2 separate regions of the Triticum aestivum genome follow, and region 2 is linked to region 1. A link is a contact called in public Hi-C data. All regions are on one chromosome and are shown on one strand. Each heading gives the region's core, a stretch centred on a gene start, on an enhancer-like site or on the middle of the called end of the contact. The rest is flanking DNA. Distances are from core to core; before and after follow the strand shown.

Region 1 (6,194 bases), core at 607-3,106:
GAAACGTGCGCCGCCGATCATACCATGCCTATTCGCGATAGGAAGTTAAGCTTGCAGAAGAATGTAACACTCGATCTGATCTCCGCTGCAGCTGCTGCCCATCTGATTTTCTTCAGATGCGCTGCGCCTTTTGCTTCAGATGCTTCTGCACACTGAATTATTCGCAGAGTGTAAAGCGCACGTGGATTAGTGGGCGAAACTATCGTCTGGATCGTGAGATCTGTGATCTGTCGCACAAAGATTATTCCGCGGACAATTGTCGGTCCACGGTGCAAGCACAGTCTTTTAATCGCGGTGTCAGCGGCTAAGCTAACCTAGGTTACGTACGTTCTTCAGAGAAAAGCCGCTTTGTCAAATCCGGGCATCGCTTTACGCACACAAGACGTGTGCGATTCTTCCAACTTTTTTTTTTCAGGGAAAGATGATGATTTCTTCGATCTGGCCCGCAGAGCATTTAAGGAAGAGGCTTTTGCGATTAATTAGCCACAGAATGATTGGCGGCATCATCGCGAAAAAATTATGATTGGATGTAGCACTCATACATGCTGTCTGGTCGAGAAGGACACAGTTTGCTGCACACTCTCTGTTGTTCAGATTTCAAACCGGTGATGTTCGTTTCAGCCGTTCATCGATCTGATCTCCCGGTATTCGTCAATCAGCATTCATTGCAGTAGATTCAAGCTCCCATCACTGGATTCGTCGATTTCGACGGCTTGATCGCATTATCCACATGGAAGGGAGGTGGAGTGTCGATGCCACTGTCATGAAGTGAATGTGTACATGGCCATTTCTCCATTCATTTGATACTGAATACTACCTGCTGTTCCAAGTCAGAGAGGTATTAAAAAGGTAACCAAACAACGATTTGAACAAGTGGAGGTTGTGAGGGCAGGTGACTACTGACTACCATGATCTGGACATTGCCAAAACCACACACCAGTAATCCAGCACGAACAGGTGTACAGTCGTGCTGCAAAACCAACACGGCACATGACAGGATCAAGTGGACAGGCCCTAACTCTTTTTTATTTTCCTCTGATTGAGTCTTATTAACTCTCTAGGCAGGTATACACTATACAATACGTCGTTAGCAGTGTAGGAGCTCCAGTACTTATTGAGTGCTAACTGCATCAGTTAGTTCTCAATGCATCTACTAGTAGCACGGTAAAAACCAAGGACAATGGCTCGGTGTGCTAGGGTAAATAATTTTGTTGTGCGACCATGGATGTAGTAGCATGGTTAGGAACCTTCGGGTTCAGAAGAGTGAAAGATCGCCTGATTGCGCGCCCCCCTACATGCATGGCCGACACCGGGTGATATCATATTGTACTATTTCCTCGATCAAACTGCACGCGCATGGTTCCAAACACCGGGTGATATCATGCAATAATTTAACAACAGCATCATTTGACCGGGGGATCCGATTAAACAAGGAGCAATGATCAACGTCGCGCCAGCACAATAACGGAGCAAAATGCCAGTACTACGTTGATTGAAACGACAATTTGCATGCCGGGGTCACGCTCACGCCGCATTGTTTGATCGATGAAAAACGATGGTTTCAGAAACTTAGTGAAGATATTCTCTTCAGTTTGGCAGTTACCTGATGAAGCGCCCGCTCCACTCCACTGCTTGTTTGCTTGTCTTCTTAAACTAATGCTACGATCATCACTCGTTTAATTCAGGGATTTCTTGATGACGCGATCTCGATCCCCTCCATGTCCTGTGATTAGTCGGCGTGCATTATTGAAGAGCAGTTGGGGAGAGAAAGATGCCTCGAGAAGTGGAGGAAGCCATTGACCTCGATCCGTCGCCTCATGTGCTCTGTTACTTCGGCTATATAGATAGACGGCTCCGTCCACACCCACTCCATCCCGCCCATCCCACTGCTCCTTCCTCCTCGCCTTCGACCTCCATTGACACCACCTGCATTTCCACTCCCCGTTCCTGTTCCTGCAACCCGAATGCGCTTCCATTTCTCCTCTGCTCCAACCCTAGAGTGATCACTCCTGTTCTTGAGATCGTTAGAGCTGGGCACCATTCCCCTTCCGATTCCTTAGCCAAACCTTGGGAAAAAACCTGCGAATCATGTAGAGCACACCATCTCCAGCATCGACCCAGATCCAACCCAGAAAACCACAAAAAAATCAGTCACTTCCCTCCTAGTTTCAAAAGGTTGCAGAGTTGCATATCTAGTAGGCTGGATTCACCCGCACCGAGTCCTTAGCACGAAATCTAGAAAAGCCTCCATATCATGTAAATTTGTCCGCCGTCTTTTCTTGCCACCCAGCCCAAAAAATCAACAAAAAAAAAGTTGACAGAAACTCCAATCATGTATCGCTAGTCGTAGCCATCAGTCGCGGTCCTGTGATCCTGCTGGAGATAATCCGTCCATTGCCGTAGCATCATCACCTTCGCAAAAACCGTCAAATCATGTAGTTAGTGAGCCTCCTATCTCCATTCCACCACCGCATTCGTCTTGAAAAAACCCGAAAAAAAGAGAGGGAGAAGAGGGGGTTGGCAGCTTGATTAGCAGAGTGGTGTGATGGAGGCGGCGGCGGCTGGGGCGGAGACGCCGAACCTGTCGGCGCCGGCGACGCCGGGCACGCCGGCGCCGCTGTTCGCGGGGCCGCGGGTGGACTCGCTGTCGTACGAGCGCAAGTCGATGCCGCGGTGCAGATGCCTGCCGGTGGACGCGTGGATGTCGCCCAACGCCTGCGTCCTGGAGATCCCCGCGCCGGACGTCTCGCTCCCCCGCAAGGTATGCCGGACGTCGCGCTCGCGGCCATGCACGTGCACATTGTCACGCTATATTCGGTCTCTCTCTCTCTCTCTCTCTCTGCACTATATTTATTTTTACTCTTCGGTTGGTCACGCCATGGATATGAGTATTGCTGTTATTGTGAGGTTTTTCTTTTCCCGAGTTCCGTATCTGGAAATGGATTTCTCTTCCTTTCCGGAACTGTGCAGGAGACATTCTGCAGTCCAGCTACCGTATGTAGTACGGGACGGTCCAATGTTATACATGCACGCAGAGACAACAAAACACGGCCAGTTTCAGGACGTATGGCCCTGCTCGTGTACAGCACACACCGCAACAGTACAAAAGTTCGTGTCTGGCTCTACGCAGTCATGACTCTAAAGAATCTTTGTTTCTTTGAAATTATTCAACGTTCCGTTCATCGTTCGGCCCCCAAACCCAATGGCATCATCCAACCAGCATTAGTTTCTTTTTTGCGGTAAACTTTATGCACTGTTTTAGAGAGGCTAATAGTGTTGCCCATGAGCTAGCTCAATTTAGTTTGTATAATAAACTTTCTAGTATTTGGGATGGTGATCCCCCTAGTTTACTCCTTGATAAACTAGCCGATGACATAAATATTTTGTTGAGTTAATAAAGCAAGCCATTATGGGCTTCCTTCAAATAAAAAGCATTAGTTTCTTTTTTGCGGTAAACCAGCATTAGTTTGAAGTAATAATATTGCCTAACAACCCGGATAGCCACTCTCTAGTGAACTCGAGGGGAAATAATTTGCGGAGATCTTAAAATATATCAGGAACACATCACTTAATCACTTAACAATAGAAATAGTACAAACTAGATTTGACGCAAACCAATCCAATCTATTCTGACGTCTCAAAAATTAAGTTGAATGGCTGAAAACATGGTCTTCATTGAAAATTTTGCCCTTTAATATCACCATGCTCCTTTTCTTAAAGAATAGTATGGGAAAAAACTTCTATATCAATTTCTTCTAAGAGTATTAAATTATAGGGGAAACTCTTCGTACGATATTTGTGGTTGTAGCATTTTCTTTTGAAGTCATGAAAATTGTGTGAACTTCACAAATTTTCGGTAAAAAGAACACAGAGGAGAGTTCTAGATTGATCGGTGGCATTATGCTTTGTACACTTATTATGTATATACACTCTCCATTTCTTTTTATAAGGTGTTTTTTTCAAAAAGAAAGTTCTTTCTTAACAGAGTTTATAGAAAAAATATCAACACCTACAAAATCAAATTGGTATTATTAGATCCACATCTGGAAATACATTTCCATATTTTTGTTTGTTTACTATTGCAGACATTAATAGTTTTCTCGTAAATTTAGTCAAACACACAAAATTTTGAATTTAGGAAAAAGGTAACCTTACAAAAAGGGACGGAAGGGATACCCGACCTGTGCATTGCAATAAGTTTGCTTGAGTTGGGCTCGTCCGTTGTTTCCATCTAACCCTGTGTATAACCTTGAAACTAAATATGTCATTATTATTAAAAAAATCAAGCTATTTCATCTCAAGCGTTAGGATGCAATAAAAATGTTGCTGATAAATATAGTGTGTTACAATAGCACCAAGTTAAGATTGCATGACTTGACACACCACTCCCTTGCAATTGGACCTAGTGGTGGATCTAGGATTTTACACTAGGTGCTATGTGTTTTTGTGGGATAGGTGTTGCGTTTCACATGCATAATGAGTAAGTATGAAATTATGGATAATTTTTTTGAAAAGTGTGTATCTAGTATTTTTGGAAAATTCCAATGACATCGTAATCCAACATACTCCATTTCTTAGTTTTATTGGAGTATAGATTTGTCAGGAAAATACAATCCATCCAGTTCTTTTGAGGAATTTAGGGCGCTATGGTTGCGATGCTCGGCCAATAAAGTCGCACACGAACTAGCTAGAGAAGGTTGCAGAAATAGGATTTTAAAACTTGGTTTCAAATACCACCGACGTGTGTTAGGTAGGTGGTGGCCTCGGTGTGTACCTTGATAATTTAATGTAGCTGCAACAAATTCCAACTAAAAAAATTAAGACTGGCAAAATACCGTTTTGAAATAATAAAAAGACTGGCAAAATGTCTACATTCTCTTTTGTAGTGGGCTTGCTATTTCTCTGCTGTGGCAAATCAAACATGCGGCTGACATGGACCTTCTGGCATTGGGCTTTTGTTTGGGAACTACGCTATCGCCCCGTATGGGGCTGATTTCATTTTTTTTTTGAGGGAACTCCAAGCAAAGATTTTTTTTTGAGGCGTTGGTAATGTAAGTTGGGCCTTCCCTCAAAAGAAAAAAATGTAAGTTGGGCCACACTTTTTTTCCCATCATGTCTAAAAAAACTTTTTTCCCATCAACATGCACTCACTAGATGAAAATGGAATATCCCTTAAAAAAGATGAAAATAGAATTGCCTAAAAAAACAAACAAAAAACTAGATGAAAATAGACTTGTTGTAGTGGGGGTGCATGATGCATGTTTTGGTTGGAAAACTGGCAATGACACCGTTGATAAGACGATGTGATCTTTGCTTGGAGTTGAAGTACAATTATTTCTCGGGTAAGGTTCCTGTTCCTGGACGTGACATGAGAGGACAATCATGTCCAAGACTCATAGTTGACTCAATAGATCGCCTCAGCCTTTGCCACCCGTGAGGGACGAGAATGGTTGCTTCCCTTTGGACGTCTCGTTCACCTGTGACATGTCCGATCTGACTCTGTCCGCAACTCCGCGTAAAATCCAACGGGATATCGGCATGTGATGGCAATAACAGTTTGTCATTTCAACTTTTATTTAGTGCTTGATGATCAAGACCGCTGAATTCTAACGCAACTTCACAGTTGACAGTCGAACAGAAAGAGAAAAAAGAATGCGAAATGGGCTTTGTTTGTTCTTTGTCGGACGTGCATGGGCCATGACCCACTAGTTCTTGAAAACTGACCCCATGAATTTACTACATTGGTGCAGCTGGGCGCGGAGTTCGTGGGCACGTTCATCCTCATCTTCTTCGCGACGGCGGCGCCGATCGTGAACCAGAAGTACGGCGGCGTGATCTCGCCGTTCGGGAACGCGGCGTGCGCGGGCCTGGCGGTGACGACCATCATCCTGTCGACGGGCCACATCTCCGGCGCGCACCTGAACCCGTCCCTGACCATCGCCTTCGCGGCGTTCCGGCACTTCCCCTGGCTCCAGGTCCCGGCCTACGTGACGGCCCAGGTGCTGGGCTCCATCTGCGCCGGGTTCGCGCTCAAGGGCGTCTTCCACCCGTTCCTCTCCGGTGGGGTCACCGTCCCCGACGTCGCCATCTCCACCGCGCAGGCCCTCTTCACCGAGTTCATCATCACCTTCAACCTCCTCTTCGTCGTCACCGCCGTCGCCACTGACACCCGCGCGGTACGTCGCTAGCTGACC
Region 2 (5,507 bases), core at 1,717-4,216, 200 kb after region 1:
TGAATCGTTTTGAACTAACGCGAGTTTATCTACAGTAACCGAGATGACATGGCATCAGTAGCAGAGGTTTACCGTAGCTTAATTATCCGGGCGTCACATAGGCATCACGTCCACGACAAGTAGATCGAAACGATTCTGCCTCTACTACTATTACTCCACACATCGACCGCTATCCAGCATGCATCTAGAGTATTAAGTTCATAAGAACAGAGTAATGCTTTAAGTAAGATGACATGATGTAGAGGGATAAACTCATGCAATATGATATAAACCCCATCTTGTTATCCTCGATGGCAACAATACAATACGTGCCTTGTTGCCCCTGCTGTCACTGGAAAAGGACACCGCAAGATTGAACCCAAAGCTAAGCACTTCTTCCATTGCAAGAAAGATCAATCTAGTAGGCCAAACCAAACTGATAATTCGAAGAGACTTGCAAAGATAACCAATCATACATAAAAGAATCCAGAGGAGATTCAAATATTGTTCATAGATAATCTTGATCATAAACCCACAATTCATCGGATCTCGACAAACACACCGCAAAAGAAGATTACATCGAATAGATCTCCAGGAAGATCGAGGAGAACTTCGTATTGAGATCCAAAGAGAGAGAAGAAGCCATCTAGCTAATAACTATGGACCCGAAGGTCTGAGGTAAACTACTCACACATCATCGGAGAGGCTATGGTGTTGATGTAGAAGCCCTCCGTGATCAATGCCCCTCCGGCGGAGCGCCGGAAAAGGCCCCAAGATGGGATCTCACGGGTACAGAAGGTTGCGGCGGTGGAAATAGGGTTTTGGCTCCGTATCTGATGTTTCAGGGTATATGGGTATATATAGGAGGAAGAAGTACGTCGGTGGAGCAACGTGGGCCCCACGAGGGTGGAGGGCGCGCCTGGGGGGGGGTAGGCGCGCCCCCTGCCTCGTGGTCTCCTCGTTGATTGCTTTACGTAGACTCCAAGTCCTCTGGATCACGTTTGTTCCGAAAATCACGTTCTCGAAGGTTTCATTCCGTTTGGACTCCGTTTGATATTTTTTTTTGCGAAACACTAAAATAGGAAAAAGCAACAATTTGGGTTGGGCCTCCGGTTAATAGGTTTGTCCCAAAAATAATATAAAAGTGTATAATAAAGCCCATTAAACATCCAAAACAATATATAATATAGCATGGAACAATAAAAAATTATAGATACGCTGGAGACGTATCATTATGCGGTTTGACCGATAAAGATCTTCGTAGAATATGTAGGAGCCAATATGAGCATCCAGGTTCCGCTATTGGTTATTGACCAGAGATGTGTCTCGGTCATGTCTACATAGTTCTCGAACCTGTAGGGTCCGCACGCTTAACGTTCGATGACGATCGGTAGTATGAGTTTATGTGTTTTGATGTACCGAAGATAGTTCGGAGTCCCGGATGAGATCACGGACATGACGAGGAGTCTCAAAATGGTCGAGACATAAAGATTGATATATTGGACCATGTTATTCGGACACCGAAAGTGTTCCGGGTAAAATCGGAGTGCCGGAGGGGTTATAGGAACCCCGGGGGGAATTAATGGGCCACCATGGGCCTTAGTGGAGAGAGAAGAGGGCAGCCAGGGCAGCCCCCCCTTGGAGTCCGAATAGGACAAGGGAAGGGGGGGGGGGCTTTCCTTCTCCCTCTCTCCCTCTCCTTCCTTCCCCCTCTCTTCTCTTGTTGGGAACCTACTAGGAATATGATTCCTAGTAGGAATCCTACTTGGGGCACACCCTATGAGGGCCGGCCGGCCTCCCCCTTCTCCTTTATATACGGGGCAGGGGGGCACCCTAGAACACACAAGTTGACAGTTGTCTTAGTCGTGTGCGGTGCCCCCCACAGATTTTCACCTCGGTCATATCGTTGCAGTGCTTAGGCGAAGCCCTGCGCCGGTAACTTCATCATCACCGTCACCACGCCGTCGTGCTGACGAAACTCTCCCTCGACCTCAACTGGATCAAGAGTTCGAGGGACGTCACCGAGCTGAACGTGTGCAGATCGCGGAGGTGCCGTGCGTTTGGTACTTGGATTGGTCGGATCGTGAAGACGTACGACTACATCAACCGCGTTGTCATAACGCTTCCGCTTTCGGTCTACGAAGGTACGTAGACAACACTCTCCCCTCTTGTTGTTATGCATCACCTAATAGATCTTACGTGTTCGTAGGAAATTTTTAAAATTACTGCGTTCCCCTACAGCTGAGCCATTATGCGCCACCACCCACTTCGGAGAACTGCTTGGGATCCGTCGGATCTGCTCATATCGCCATGATGTGAGGGGAATGGAGGAGCAGGGGAAGAGAAAAGAAAACCTCGGAAGACAGAGGAGTGGGGGTGTTCGCGACGTTTGTCTTTTTTCCTGAACGAACAAATTCATTTGCTGACGCGGCTGATCTCCCATGCTCCAAGATTCGTGCCTCAATCCAACAGTAAACGAGACGTTTGCCTGCAAAGTCCAAAAATCTAAAGTCTTCAAGTTTCTAGCTTTTGTGCCAAACATAAGAGTACTCGGTAGTCGGTACTTCAGACGAGCGACGATCTCTTTTGTAAGTTCAAATTCGTATTTCAAATCCCATCTCGAGAACAACAAAACCTTGGGTTTTAAAAAGTCCAAAGGATCCCAGAAAAAGAGAAAAAAAAACCCAATAACAACAGACCAAGCAAAGCTGGTGACCACACCACACCAACCAGCTCCCCTCCCCAGCGTCAGCGCTCAGTTGCCGCAGTGGAAGCAGATCGCGTGCGCCTCCAGGAAAGCCGCACGCTGCCACCACCCGTTTCACCACCGCACCTAAGTTTTTTTTTCTTCCCACCTCACGCCCGCTGCCTTCTTCCCTCTTCCCTCTTCCCACCGGCCACCGCTTCCCTTTCCTTTCCCCTGGCCCCTCCCCGAGAGCAATAAAAACTCCCGCAGAAAGCGAAACACGCCGCAGTTATTCCCGCCCGCCACACGTAACCCGTCTCACCGTCCCCCCATTTCAAATCACCGCCGCCGACCGACGGGTGGGCCGCGCGGGGGTACTACCCCGGCAGCTCAGCGTAACTGCGCCGCCACGTGGTCAACGTGGTCCCCACCTACGCTGCGTCGAGCAAGGGGTAGCAGTACAGCCTCCTCCGCCTCCTCCTTCCTCCCCGTGCTGCTGCGCTGCTTCTTCTGCGGCGTGGCGTCTCGCTTTTAAAATCTCGCGACGCAGCGGCCTCTCTTCTCTTTTGGATTGAATGGAGCAGGCCATGTGAAGCCTCTGACCTTCGGATACCTACCCCTCCCTCCGCCTCGCTCGCCCGTCCGCGCCGCGCCGCGCCCCACCGCCGCGTGCGTGCGTGCGTGCGTCGCCTTGCGGGCGAGATCCGCGATGTCCTCGCGGCCGTCCTCGTCGTCCTCGTCGAGGCGGAGCAGCTCGCCCTTCTCCGCGGGGAGCCGCCGCCCGCCGACCTCCTCCTCCTCCTCCAGCTCCTACATGGCCGGGCGGCTCATCCCCCGCTCCTCCTCCTCCGTCTCCTCGTACGGCGGCGGCGGGGGCTCGAGGTCCACCACCCCCGGACGCCGGTCCGCCCCCGCCCCGCCGCCGCCTCCTGCTCCGGTGCCGTTCCCTAGCGCGGACGAGCTCGTCATTGAGGACACCTCCCGATCAGGCGACAGCATCTCCGTCACCATCCGCTTCCGGCCACTCAGGTGGGGATCTGGGAGGGGGCTGCGGGGATCTGCCTGCGGGAGCTGTTGCTATGGGTTTCTGCCGGGGCGCGGTCGCCAGTATTCCGACTGATTTGAGCTGGATTCGATGTGGTTGCAGCGAACGGGAGATCCAGCGCGGCGACGAGATCACGTGGTATCCCGACGGGGATCGGCTTGTGCGGTGTGACTACGTCCAGCCATCGGCTTATGGTTATGGTAAGCAGCTACGCTTTGTTGCTCCGTTGGTTTATTTGGGATTTGGCAATGTAGGTTGTGGGATTGGTGATTTGGCAAGTTAGGTACCTGACTAGTAGTTTTGAGCTATCTGTGATTTGGGGGCTTGGATTCTTCATGCAAATTTTGAGGATGATATCGGTTCGGCTATTGAATGCAATTCTTTCTCCAGGGTACATTGGTGAAATATGCATGTTTACACAGTCACATACACACTTTAACTGATATATGCATGTTTATACATAGTCACATACACGTTTTACACCATAAGTGAGGCACTACTGAAATTAGTACGGAGTCGGCTAGTATTGTGGGCTGACAGAATTCATAAGAGCCAAGACAAGGGAGGATGAACTGAAAATTTTAGTCCTGGTTCACATTTCTAGAGGCAGCTGATATTGTTTAGTCGACAGCTAGTAATTTTTCACGAGGTTGACTTCAGTATGCTGCGAAGACTGTTTTTATGGAGATTGCAGAAGACTGTTTGCTCTCAATTGCCCTCACTAAGTATGCTGTGAATTTCAGTTAAGAATTTCAGATGACTTGACAGTGAGATCTACGGTTTACATAAGCAATGCTAGTACAGGTCCCATGGCCCAATTTGTCCACAACCAGTGGATGTTTGAAGGCTTGTTCAAGCTATAGATACAGAGTATTTGTGAAGGGAAACATTGGTGTTGGCTGGTAATTTGAGAACGGGCACATGCCAGCCAGATACCTGGAGTAGTTAAGAACATATATATCATCAGTTTGTGGCTTTTTGGGCGTGGATAATTTTTGCCGCTTCTACATTATATATACCTGAGAGAGAAGTTCCAATTCTCACTGTATGATTTCACTACTTGTGTATTATACAACGTATGTGCATATGGATATTTTGACTTATCCTTCTTTTGTATGTGCTTATTTGTTAAGTACAATGAATAGTATGGAGTGCATTATGATATTATCTGATCTATGTTATTAAAAGGCACAGTGATAAGACAGTCTTATGCCCACACATTTACACATAGCCTATGAAGCCTATGATTTAGAACGGCGTTTTGAAATCTAGACTGAAGATGGGCGTACTTCACATTCACACATAGCCTACGAAGCCTATGATATAAATACAGTTTATGAGATCCTTTTGCTCACAAGAGTGTCCAATGCGGGCATGAAACCATAACAAAGCTTATCCAGAGGCAAGGATGCTGTTTCCTCTGAGATGTTGGGAAGTGCTGAGATCCCTGAAGTTTCATTGAAGTTTGTGGCATGATTCGTGGCTTCATATAAAGATACACAGATGGGTTTGATCACCTTTGATATGCGGGGGTTTTGTTCATTTTAGTTTTCGCCTCCTGAGATGTAGATATACCTGTGTTCATACTTACGCAGGGTTTTGTTCATTTTAGTTTTCGCCTCCTGAGATGTAGATATATTGAAAATTCAGTCTGAAGGTATCCATTTGCAAATTCAAGAACTGTGGTTCACTGTTGAGATGCATTAGAATGTAGATACCAACAAGGCTTTATGTAGTTCTCTGGAATGTCTGATATTCTCCATGGACGTTGATCGTACGACATGGATGATGCTGATG

The links. A called contact is a pair of places that touch in the nucleus more often than the background predicts.
Region 2: a contact with region 1 is called in a Hi-C map of leaf, with 5 times the contacts expected there. The contact joins the promoter of LOC123181294 here to the promoter of LOC123181293 in region 1. A contact is called at or near these places in 2 of 5 Hi-C or Micro-C datasets (both in leaf).

Annotation. Positions count from the first base shown.
Region 1 is chr1D:252,801,496-252,807,689 of IWGSC CS RefSeq v2.1, forward strand. LOC123181293 (aquaporin NIP3-1) reads left to right here and starts at 1,857. Exons shown (of 4, transcript XM_044593550.1): 1 at 1,857-2,761; 2 at 5,751-6,176. The coding sequence starts at 2,546.
Region 2 is chr1D:253,000,504-253,006,010 of IWGSC CS RefSeq v2.1, forward strand. LOC123181294 (kinesin-like protein KIN-7K, chloroplastic) reads left to right here and starts at 2,967. Exons shown (of 25, transcript XM_044593553.1): 1 at 2,967-3,694; 2 at 3,813-3,910. The coding sequence starts at 3,375.